Regions from separate parts of the Sus scrofa genome. Here all the other regions are linked to region 2. Evidence: chromatin contacts called from public promoter capture Hi-C data. All regions are on one chromosome and are shown on one strand. The core of a region is the stretch at or near the end of the contact, and the rest is flanking DNA. Distances in the headings are between cores, read along the strand shown. Region 1 holds the start of TOMM6 (mitochondrial import receptor subunit TOM6 homolog). Region 2 holds the start of MRPS10 (28S ribosomal protein S10, mitochondrial). Region 3 holds the start of USP49 (ubiquitin carboxyl-terminal hydrolase 49).

What was found. Promoter capture Hi-C pulls out the DNA fragments that hold promoters and counts their contacts.
Region 1: a contact with region 2 is called in a promoter capture Hi-C map of fetal liver, with 4 times the contacts expected there. The contact joins the promoter of TOMM6 here to the promoter of MRPS10 in region 2. A contact is called at or near these places in 3 of 5 promoter capture datasets (fetal liver, fetal skeletal muscle and liver), 8 of 47 Hi-C or Micro-C datasets (brain, heart right ventricle, liver and 4 more) and 1 of 2 datasets of contacts at active chromatin or transcription factors (alveolar macrophages).
Region 3: a contact with region 2 is called in a promoter capture Hi-C map of liver, with 4 times the contacts expected there. The contact joins the promoter of USP49 here to the promoter of MRPS10 in region 2. A contact is called at or near these places in 1 of 5 promoter capture datasets (liver) and 1 of 47 Hi-C or Micro-C datasets (epiblast stem cells).

Annotation. Positions count from the first base shown.
Region 1 is chr7:36,975,087-36,977,786 of Sscrofa11.1, forward strand. TOMM6 (mitochondrial import receptor subunit TOM6 homolog) reads left to right here and starts at 1,392. Exons shown (of 1, transcript XM_013977927.1): 1 at 1,392-1,792. The coding sequence starts at 1,661. The coding sequence ends at 1,792. PRICKLE4 (prickle-like protein 4) reads left to right here. Exons shown (of 8, transcript XM_021098686.1): 5 at 58-262; 6 at 723-1,788; 7 at 2,534-2,638. The coding sequence ends at 1,096.
Region 2 is chr7:37,327,920-37,330,643 of Sscrofa11.1, forward strand. MRPS10 (28S ribosomal protein S10, mitochondrial) reads right to left here and starts at 1,327. Exons shown (of 7, transcript XM_005665997.3): 1 at 1,194-1,327. The coding sequence starts at 1,241.
Region 3 is chr7:37,052,694-37,055,393 of Sscrofa11.1, forward strand. It overlaps USP49 (ubiquitin carboxyl-terminal hydrolase 49), which reads right to left and starts at 1,334. Exons shown (of 8, transcript XM_021098683.1): 1 at 1,250-1,334.

The sequences.
Region 1 (2,700 bases), core at 142-2,641, 350 kb before region 2:
ATCGGATGGATGAATGAGTGAATGAATGAATGAGCCGTTCCCCTCTCCCTCTCCCAGCTGATCTTCTCCCGGCGTTGCACCGAGGCCGAAGGACGGCGCTGGCACGAGAACCACTTCTGCTGCCAGGACTGCGCCGGGCCCTTGGGCGGGGGACTTTATGCCCTGCCGGGGGGTGACCCCTGCTGCCCCAGCTGCTTTGAGAGTCGCTATTCAGATGCCGGCTCGAGGCCGGCTGGAACCCAGGAAGGCAGGGCGTCCCTGGGTAAGGGAGGAGAAGGAGCAGATAGATCAAAGGGGAAGGGGGCAGCGGCTTGGGCTGGGCTGAGGGGGGGCGTTCTCCCGGGCTGGGACCCTCACCCCGGTCCCACGCCGTCCCGTCCCTCCAGTAGCGCCCCCGTCGTCCCCACCGCACCCCAGACCCGAGCCTCGGGGCCCGCAGCTCTCACCGCGCCTCCCTGGCCGGAGCGCTCCAAGGGCCTCCCGAACCCTCCCCGCGCCGCGGTTGGGGCTGCGGCTCGGGACTCGCTCCGGAGCTGGGGCCGCGGCTGCCCTCTGGTGGGCGGAGGCGGGGTGGGGCGGGAGCCGGGAGAGGACTTGCGGCGGCGGCGCGCACGGCCCAGGGGCGGGGCGGGAGGCTGGGCCCCGACGGGGACTGGCCGCCCGGATCCTGCAGAGAAGACTAGAGGCTCTGAGGCGGGTGTTTCTGACCCGGCCTGGCACAGGAGAGGCGGAGCTCGGCAGAGGTGAAGACCCCGACAGCTACCTGCGGAAGTCTGCGTCCATCTCCCGGGCAGCCCTTCTCGCCACTGGCGACAACTCTAGTGTGGAAACCCAGACGGAGATGCTTGGATCCAGTCCGGAGCAGGAGTGTCAAGCTGGGAACAAAGCGGAGGCACCCAAAGGGCAAGAGCAGAGCCTCCTGGAGACTCCTCTTGATCCCAAGGAGGACGCTCCCTGCCCCACCTGCTCCTCTTCCTCTGAATCGGAACCCGAAGGATTTTTCTTAGGCCAGCGGCTTCCCCGGCCCTGGGAGACCCCCAGAAGTCTCCAAGCTGGGGACAGCGACACCTCCAGGAAGCATTGCACCATTTGCTAGTAGCGCAACCCGGAGAATGAGGGGCTGGTGGGAGGGTGAACTGTAGGGCAAGAGAGCGAGGTTCCCCCCCCCAATATAAAAATCCTAGACTGAACGTTATCAGGGCCGTGGCTGGGAGAGGCGGCGAGATGATAAATTCGGAGTGCTTCCTTTCAGCCCGCACACTTTTCGTGGAGACTCTTGTGGAACCCCATTCCCCAAAGCTACGCATCCCCTCTAAGAGAGCCCCTATCCGACCCCAACAGGCTGGGCAGCCCCATCCCCCTCATCCTCCTCCTGAGCCAATGAAGTGATCACTCAAGAGACCACTAGTGATGATGACGGGTGGGCGAAAGCCAAGAGGGAGCTGGAGGTGGAACCCGACCAGGGGAGGTTGGAGCTGGGCGGCGCTTCGCTTCCCGCAGAGCTTGGAGTTCTCCCTCCCTCCCGGAGTCGGGTCGAGCTGCAGCAGCGGCGCCCTCTGCCTGCTGGTAGCCGGCGGAAGTGCAAGACCGGAAATTGCGTGATCCGCCGGCGCCGGCACGGTGGGTAGAGAGAGGCCTCGCAGAGTTCGGAGGTGCTGCCATGACTTCCACTGGGGTTGGCGTGAACCCTGCGGGCTCGTCAAATGAAGCTCCCGAAATTCCAGACAACGTGGGAGATTGGCTTCGGGGCGTCTACCGCTTTGCTACCGATAGGAATGACTTCCGGAGGTAACCGAGGCGCGGGAGCTGGGTCCCTTCTTCGCCGAGGCTAGACCCTCCCGATTTTTTACACTGCCAACATCTTGATCTCTTCGTGGCTCTGGGTGTGCTTTGCCGAGGCCTTTGACTGGGAGAGTTCCGCCCGGCCAGAGCGCTCTTTTCAGTCGCGGGCTCTGTCTAGAGACTCTCACCCTGACCACAGGGACCCAGGGAGAGGAGACACCAACACGTAAAACAGGCTTTTCGACCCTGAAAGGCTGCTTTGCACTTGACTCTGCTGTTATTAGATATGGAAACGCGCCCTAAATAACCACGTGGGTCTTGGGCAACCTATTACGGAATGATCAACGCTTCTGCGATTTTAAGCAATGTTTTTGCCTCGGGGAGGTTTTTCTAGGGTGATGATGGGAAGCCTTTTCCCTCAGTGTCTTTCATTAACCGAAGACACTTGACTCAGGGACCACAGGGTTAATGGGATGCATTTTTTTTTTTTCTTTTTTAAGTGCCGCATCTGCGGCATATGGAGGTTTCCAGGCTAGGGGTCGAAATGGAGCTGTAGCCGCTGGCCTACACCACAGCCACAGCGGTGCAGGATCCGAGCTGCGTCTGCCGCCGACACTACAGCTCACGGCAAAGCCGGATCCTTAACCCACTGAGCGAGGCCAGAGATTGAACCTGTGTCTTCACGGTTACGAGTCAGATTCGTTTCCTCTGAGCTACGACGGGAATTCCATGGAATGCATTCTCTTTCCAGGAACTTGATCCTCAATTTGGGGCTCTTTGCTGCAGGCGTTTGGCTGGCCAGGAATTTGAGTGACATTGACCTGATGGCACCTCAGCCAGGGGTTTAGCCATAAAGGTAAGCACTAACCACTGTTCCACTTGTTTTAGGCATCCTGTAGGCTGGGAGAAGATATAATT
Region 2 (2,724 bases), core at 77-2,576:
TCTGGTCCGAGGACATTTTCACTGTGGGCTGGAGAGATTAAACTTACTTCCATAATAATAGTAAGACGTTATTTGCAACTTTGCCATTCTGTCACCAGTGTGCAGTGAAGTTTTCCAGACACTGTGGTATAGCAACAGACTGCAGAAGCTGCTGTGAAACCCCAGCTGTCTTCTATTAAGCCAAAATCAGAGATGTGCAAAAACATCTCTTCTCACTAAATTTGTTTCGGAAAATCTAGTTGTACCCCATACAAAGATTAATTACGTTAACATGTAATGAGTTTATTAGTGTTATTTTAATTTTTTACTTTTCTTTTTAGGGCTGCAGGTGCAGCATACGGAAATTCCCAGGCTAGGGATTGAATGGGAGCTGCAGCTGAGGGCCTACACCACAGCCACAGCAAAGCGGGATCCGAGCCCCGTCTGCGACCTACACTGCAGCTCATGGTAACGCTGGATCCTTAACCCACTGAGCGAAGCCAGGAATCCAACCCGCGTCCTCATGGATGCTAGTAGGGTTCCATACTGCTGCGCCACAATGGGAACTCCCAGCGCTATTTTTAAAGGAAAACGCATTTTAAAGATTCTTGGTTGTAATTTCCAGTAAGCTAAACATTCACAGCTAAAACCCACAAAAATAAAAGCTCTCTGGAGTCCTCAACCATTTTTAGAGTGTAAAGGGGTGCTAAGGCTAACTTGAGAACTGATGCTAAAGGTTTTGTTTCTTTCTCCAAAGAACCGAGCAGAGGTTATCCAACCAACTCCTCTGACTTCAGCGACTCTCATCTAAGTCTCAGAAACCCGGCTATCAGCAAGGTATCTCAGTCTGGTTCCGCGGGAAGCGTCAAAGGTCTCATGCCACCTCATTTCAGAGAGATGAAACTTCCTGCCTGTTCTGAGCCTCGGTTTATTTCGCAAATGTGAAAGGCCGGGTCTGGAACTTTCGCTGTCCTATATTCTTTACAGCTTTGACACTCTGATTCTTCCTGTTGCCCTGACTCATTACGTTTTATCCTATGAAAAGAAACTCGACAAAACATCAGCCCTTTTCTCGCTCCTTCCCTGCAAACAACGGGCTGAGATAAGGAATAAATATCGCGGAGGGCTCCAGATTGGCAGAACGACACGCGACGGCCAGACATAGAGGCAACTGTATCCGTAAGTCCGCCTAATACCCTCAGCGCGCCCGGTACCTGCCAGAGACGCCGGGCCAGCGCCCCAAACGCCGTTCGCGCCGCCATCTTGCCGCCCCAGCTTCCCGGGATCGCTTCCGGGGTCACAGAGCCATCCTCTGACCATAGAGTTCCGCAAAAGGAAAGAGTGTATCCCTGTGTTCCGGCTCAGGAACAACCATAGAGACGTGATCCTACGCTCTCTGAGGGTGGGACTGTGAATACAGCCAGCTTCCTTCCGGTCGCAGCCGGGCCGGTAAAGCTTCAGCTGGTACCTGGAGGGATACTGAATTCCGCCAGCGTTTCCCTCTTCAAATTACGGTTCCTGTTTTGTTGGAGGCAAACATAACAAATACATGCTTGGAAAAAAAGTATATATTGATGTCATGTCAGCTGATATATTGACAATGTTATCTCTGAGTTAGTGGATTAATGGTTGATTTATTTTCCCGTTATGACGCAGCGAAGCGCTTGTGTACCCGTGGCCCGCAGAAAGCCAAAGTGACAGCGGGAGTTCGCTCCAAAGTAAGGATTTATTGCAGGGCGCCAAGCAAGGGAGTGGGAGACAAGCCTTAGATGTACTCCAACTTGGTCTTTGAGTTAGGTGGGTTTTGTTTTGTTTTGTTTTAAGAGGAAGAGCAAAACAGCTGGGATTAGTCATTGTCTTGTGACATTTCTGAATTGTAGAGTCAAGAGTCATGATGTCACTGGTTTAACGATTCCCTGGCCAGGTGGTCCAAAGCTCCTGGTCTCTTAGCTCATTTTGCCCTGGAGGAACGACCTGAGGTTGTACTTAAGTGATGATGTCTGTAATAGCCATAGTCTTGGCAGGTTATCCAGGGGCCCTTCCGGAACCGGATTACGTCTTTCAATTGTGACATTCACAATTGGCTGGTCTCTCTTAGCCAGAGGAGTTTTCCCATAGCTCTGCAACTCTATTGCGGCTTCTTCCAGGGCTCTTCAGCCCGTCTCTGCCTTGAGTAGCTTCAGCTGGGTGACAGTTCTGCAGCTGTCAATGATGGTGACATTACAGCTTGAGAACAATCTTACGTGTGTTATCTAATCTGATCCTCACAAGAATACATACATTTTATCCTAATTTAAAAGGTGAAAAAACCGAAGCCCAGAGTGAAATGACTCAAAGTCATTATGATGAGTTAGTTACAGCTGAACCAATGACCATCATCAAAAATCCTAGTTCCGGAGTTACCATTGTGGCTCAGCAGAAACGAATTGAGCATCCATGAAGATGCAGGTTCGATCCCCGGCCTCGCTCAGTGGGTTAAGGATCCAGCGTTGCCATAAGTTGTGGTGTAGGTCGAAGACACAGCTCGGATCCCACGTTGCTGTGGCTGTGGTGCAGGCCAGCAGCTGTAGCTTCGATTAGACCTCTAGCCTGGGAACCTTCATATGCTGAGTTCGGCCCTAAAAAGAAAGAAAAAAATCCTAGTTCAGTGCCCTTTGCACCCCTCCAGCTGACCTCAGTAAGCTCCAGTCTCTTAAGTCTCTTTTGGATGTGAGGACTAGAGATTCCCCACGTCCCCACTTCCTG
Region 3 (2,700 bases), core at 84-2,583, 280 kb before region 2:
TCTGCATCCATCCGGCTTCCCCAAGCCTCTCTCAACCCTCTTCCCTCACTCCCCATCTCATCCTTTAAATCCTGGGGTCCATCTCCATCTCCTCACCGTCTGCTTTTAGCCTCGTCTCTACACCTCACTGTCTGCACCTTGGATTTTTCGGAACCTCGTCAATTAACACAATTCCCCAGTTACCTTGTCCCAGATCGCCATCTCGTCTCACACCCTCACTCTCTCCTTTCAGCTTTTCCGGTCCCCGAATTGTCCTACGAACGCCCCATCTCTCAGCTCTATTTCCTTTCACCCTTCCACTTCTACCGCACTTATTCTTAACTCCACCTGGTACTAGTCCAGTGTCTCATTCGCCCTCGCTCACTTTCAACAATTTCCACCCACCGCCCACCCACTAACCCATACCTTTCTCAGAACCTTGCAGTTCCCACCCACCGCCGGTCCCAGTCCTTCAGCTCATCTCGCTCTGCACTAGTTCACACCCTTGTCACGTCTGGCTCTTAATCACTCTCCCTCCTCTACTCTCAACTACTACCCCAGCTCTGCCCCTCCTTGCCTTCCACTTCCAACTCTTACCCCAGTATCCCTCACCCCACTACGAGCCCCTACCAAGCTTACCCCTCCAAACCCGTGCTCTCACACCGAACCCGTGGATCCCTCTTCCCAGGCTGGTCTTCCTAACCTATTCCCTGCCCGGCTTCCTTATCACCCACCCTGGGTTTTGCCTGCTTCCTACCTCCCTAGCTGGCTTTTTCTCACTCCTCCTCTCCCTGCCTTCTAACCTTTTCTCCCCTTAATCCTCCTCATCTCAAGCTCAGACCCGTTCCCCCCAACCGCCCTCAAACCTTCCTTCCCTTCTCCCCTCAAGGCTTTTACCCCAAACCCAGTGGTCGCCCACCCCGCCAAAATAAAGGGCTGGCGCGCCGGGACTGCCGGCTCTGGCCCCCCGCCGGACCCCGCCCCGGGCGCCCCCAGCCCGCCGGCGCCGCGGTCCCGCCCCCTGCCGCCGCTCCTCCCGCCCGCGAGGCGCGCGCCGCCTTTGTCGCCCCTCACCCGGTGTGTGAGGATTTTGCTTCTTTAAAGGGGAGGGCCCGTGTGCTGGAGACTCCTGTCCCCGCCTCTGAGTCTCAGAATGGGCTCCCCGGCCGTCGCGTCCTCCCCGGCCCCCGGCCCCCCCACCCCCTGGAGCTACCCGCTTCGCAGCCGCCCCCCTCCTCCGCCCCCTCCCCCGACCCCCCCCTCTATTTACCGCCATCATCAGCACGCGCGAGCTGTCACCAGGGCGCGAGACAACCGAACATGGCCCCGCCCCCTGCCCGCCCATTGGCCCGCCCGCTGGAGCCCCGCCCCCCGGGCCCCGCATTGCGCCAACGGCGCAGCGCTGGGCCCCGACTCGGCACAGACATCCTCTCCGAGGGTTCGCGCCGGGGCGGCCGAGTTTAGGGTTAGCCACCGACGCGCCGCCGATTTGAGCCCGGCGTAAGGGGCGGCGGCGTAGAGAAGCGTTGTGAATCGCGGGTCGAAGTTTGGTTGAAGCACAGGAGGGTAAATAAGGAGGTTTCCAGACAAAGAGACTCTTAAAGGTACAGAGTCTTACGGCTATTCCCTCCTCCTTAAAGGGCCAGAGACTCGCCAGAGCCATCTCCACCCCCTTTCTCCCCGGCCCTTCTGCCCGCAGAACCGTAAAGGAATTTTACGATAGTTCCCCCGCACTCCTTTTGGAGCTCCTTTAACATCTCTGCCCACTGCCGAGGGGGAAAGATTTCCTCGCTATCCCGTCTGTTTTTGTTTTGTTCTGTTAAGTCTTTATTTTTCACTATGTCCGAAAGAAGCAGCCTCCGAACTGTGGGTTTCCTGAGGCAGCGTTTGTAAAAGTTACTATTGGCTCCCAGGCGGGTGAGCACGTGTCTGACTTTCGCCACTGATGACCCAGGGGGGGATTCAGCTGTTTTACGGAAATACCTCCAAGGAAAAGGTTTGCCGCTTTAAACTGAGTTAAGTTCAGCAGACCGTGGGGATAGAGACCCCAGGGAAACAGAACAGTGACTATTTCTGCAAGTCTCTGCCTCAGAAAAGGCTTCCTTCCCGAGCAGCCTCTGGGGTGCATTGTCCAGACTTAACTTGCGGGGTGGGGTAGGGGTGTGTGTGTGTGTGACATTTCCTACAAATAAGACCAACACTGTTACATCACGCAACAGCAAGGCTGAACAGCTAATACATTAAAATACAAGGTCAAGGAAGAGAAATATATGCATTGCCAGCTACACCGGGTCAAGGCTACATACTTGTAAAAATGAAATAGAGAAGCAACAAAAGCCAAAGAACAACAAATAAAATAAAAAAGGGGAGAGAGCAGGTGCACGTGTAAGCATGAAACTGCAATGCCTGGAGCCAAACCTGTGAAATCATTTCCAAAACTAATTCACTTAGACATTTTATTTTTTTTTTTTATTTTATTTATTATTATTTTTTTTTTGTCTTTTTGCTATTTCTTTGGGCCGCTCCCGCGGCATATGGAGGTTCCCAGGCTAGGGGTCGAATTGGAGCTGTAGCCACTGGCCTACGCCAGAGCCACAGCAACGCTGGATCCGAGCCGTGTCTGCAACCTACACCACAGCTCACGGCAACGCCGGATCGTTAACCCACTGAGCAAGGGCAGGGACCAAACCCGCAACCTCATGGTTCCTAGTCGGATTCGTT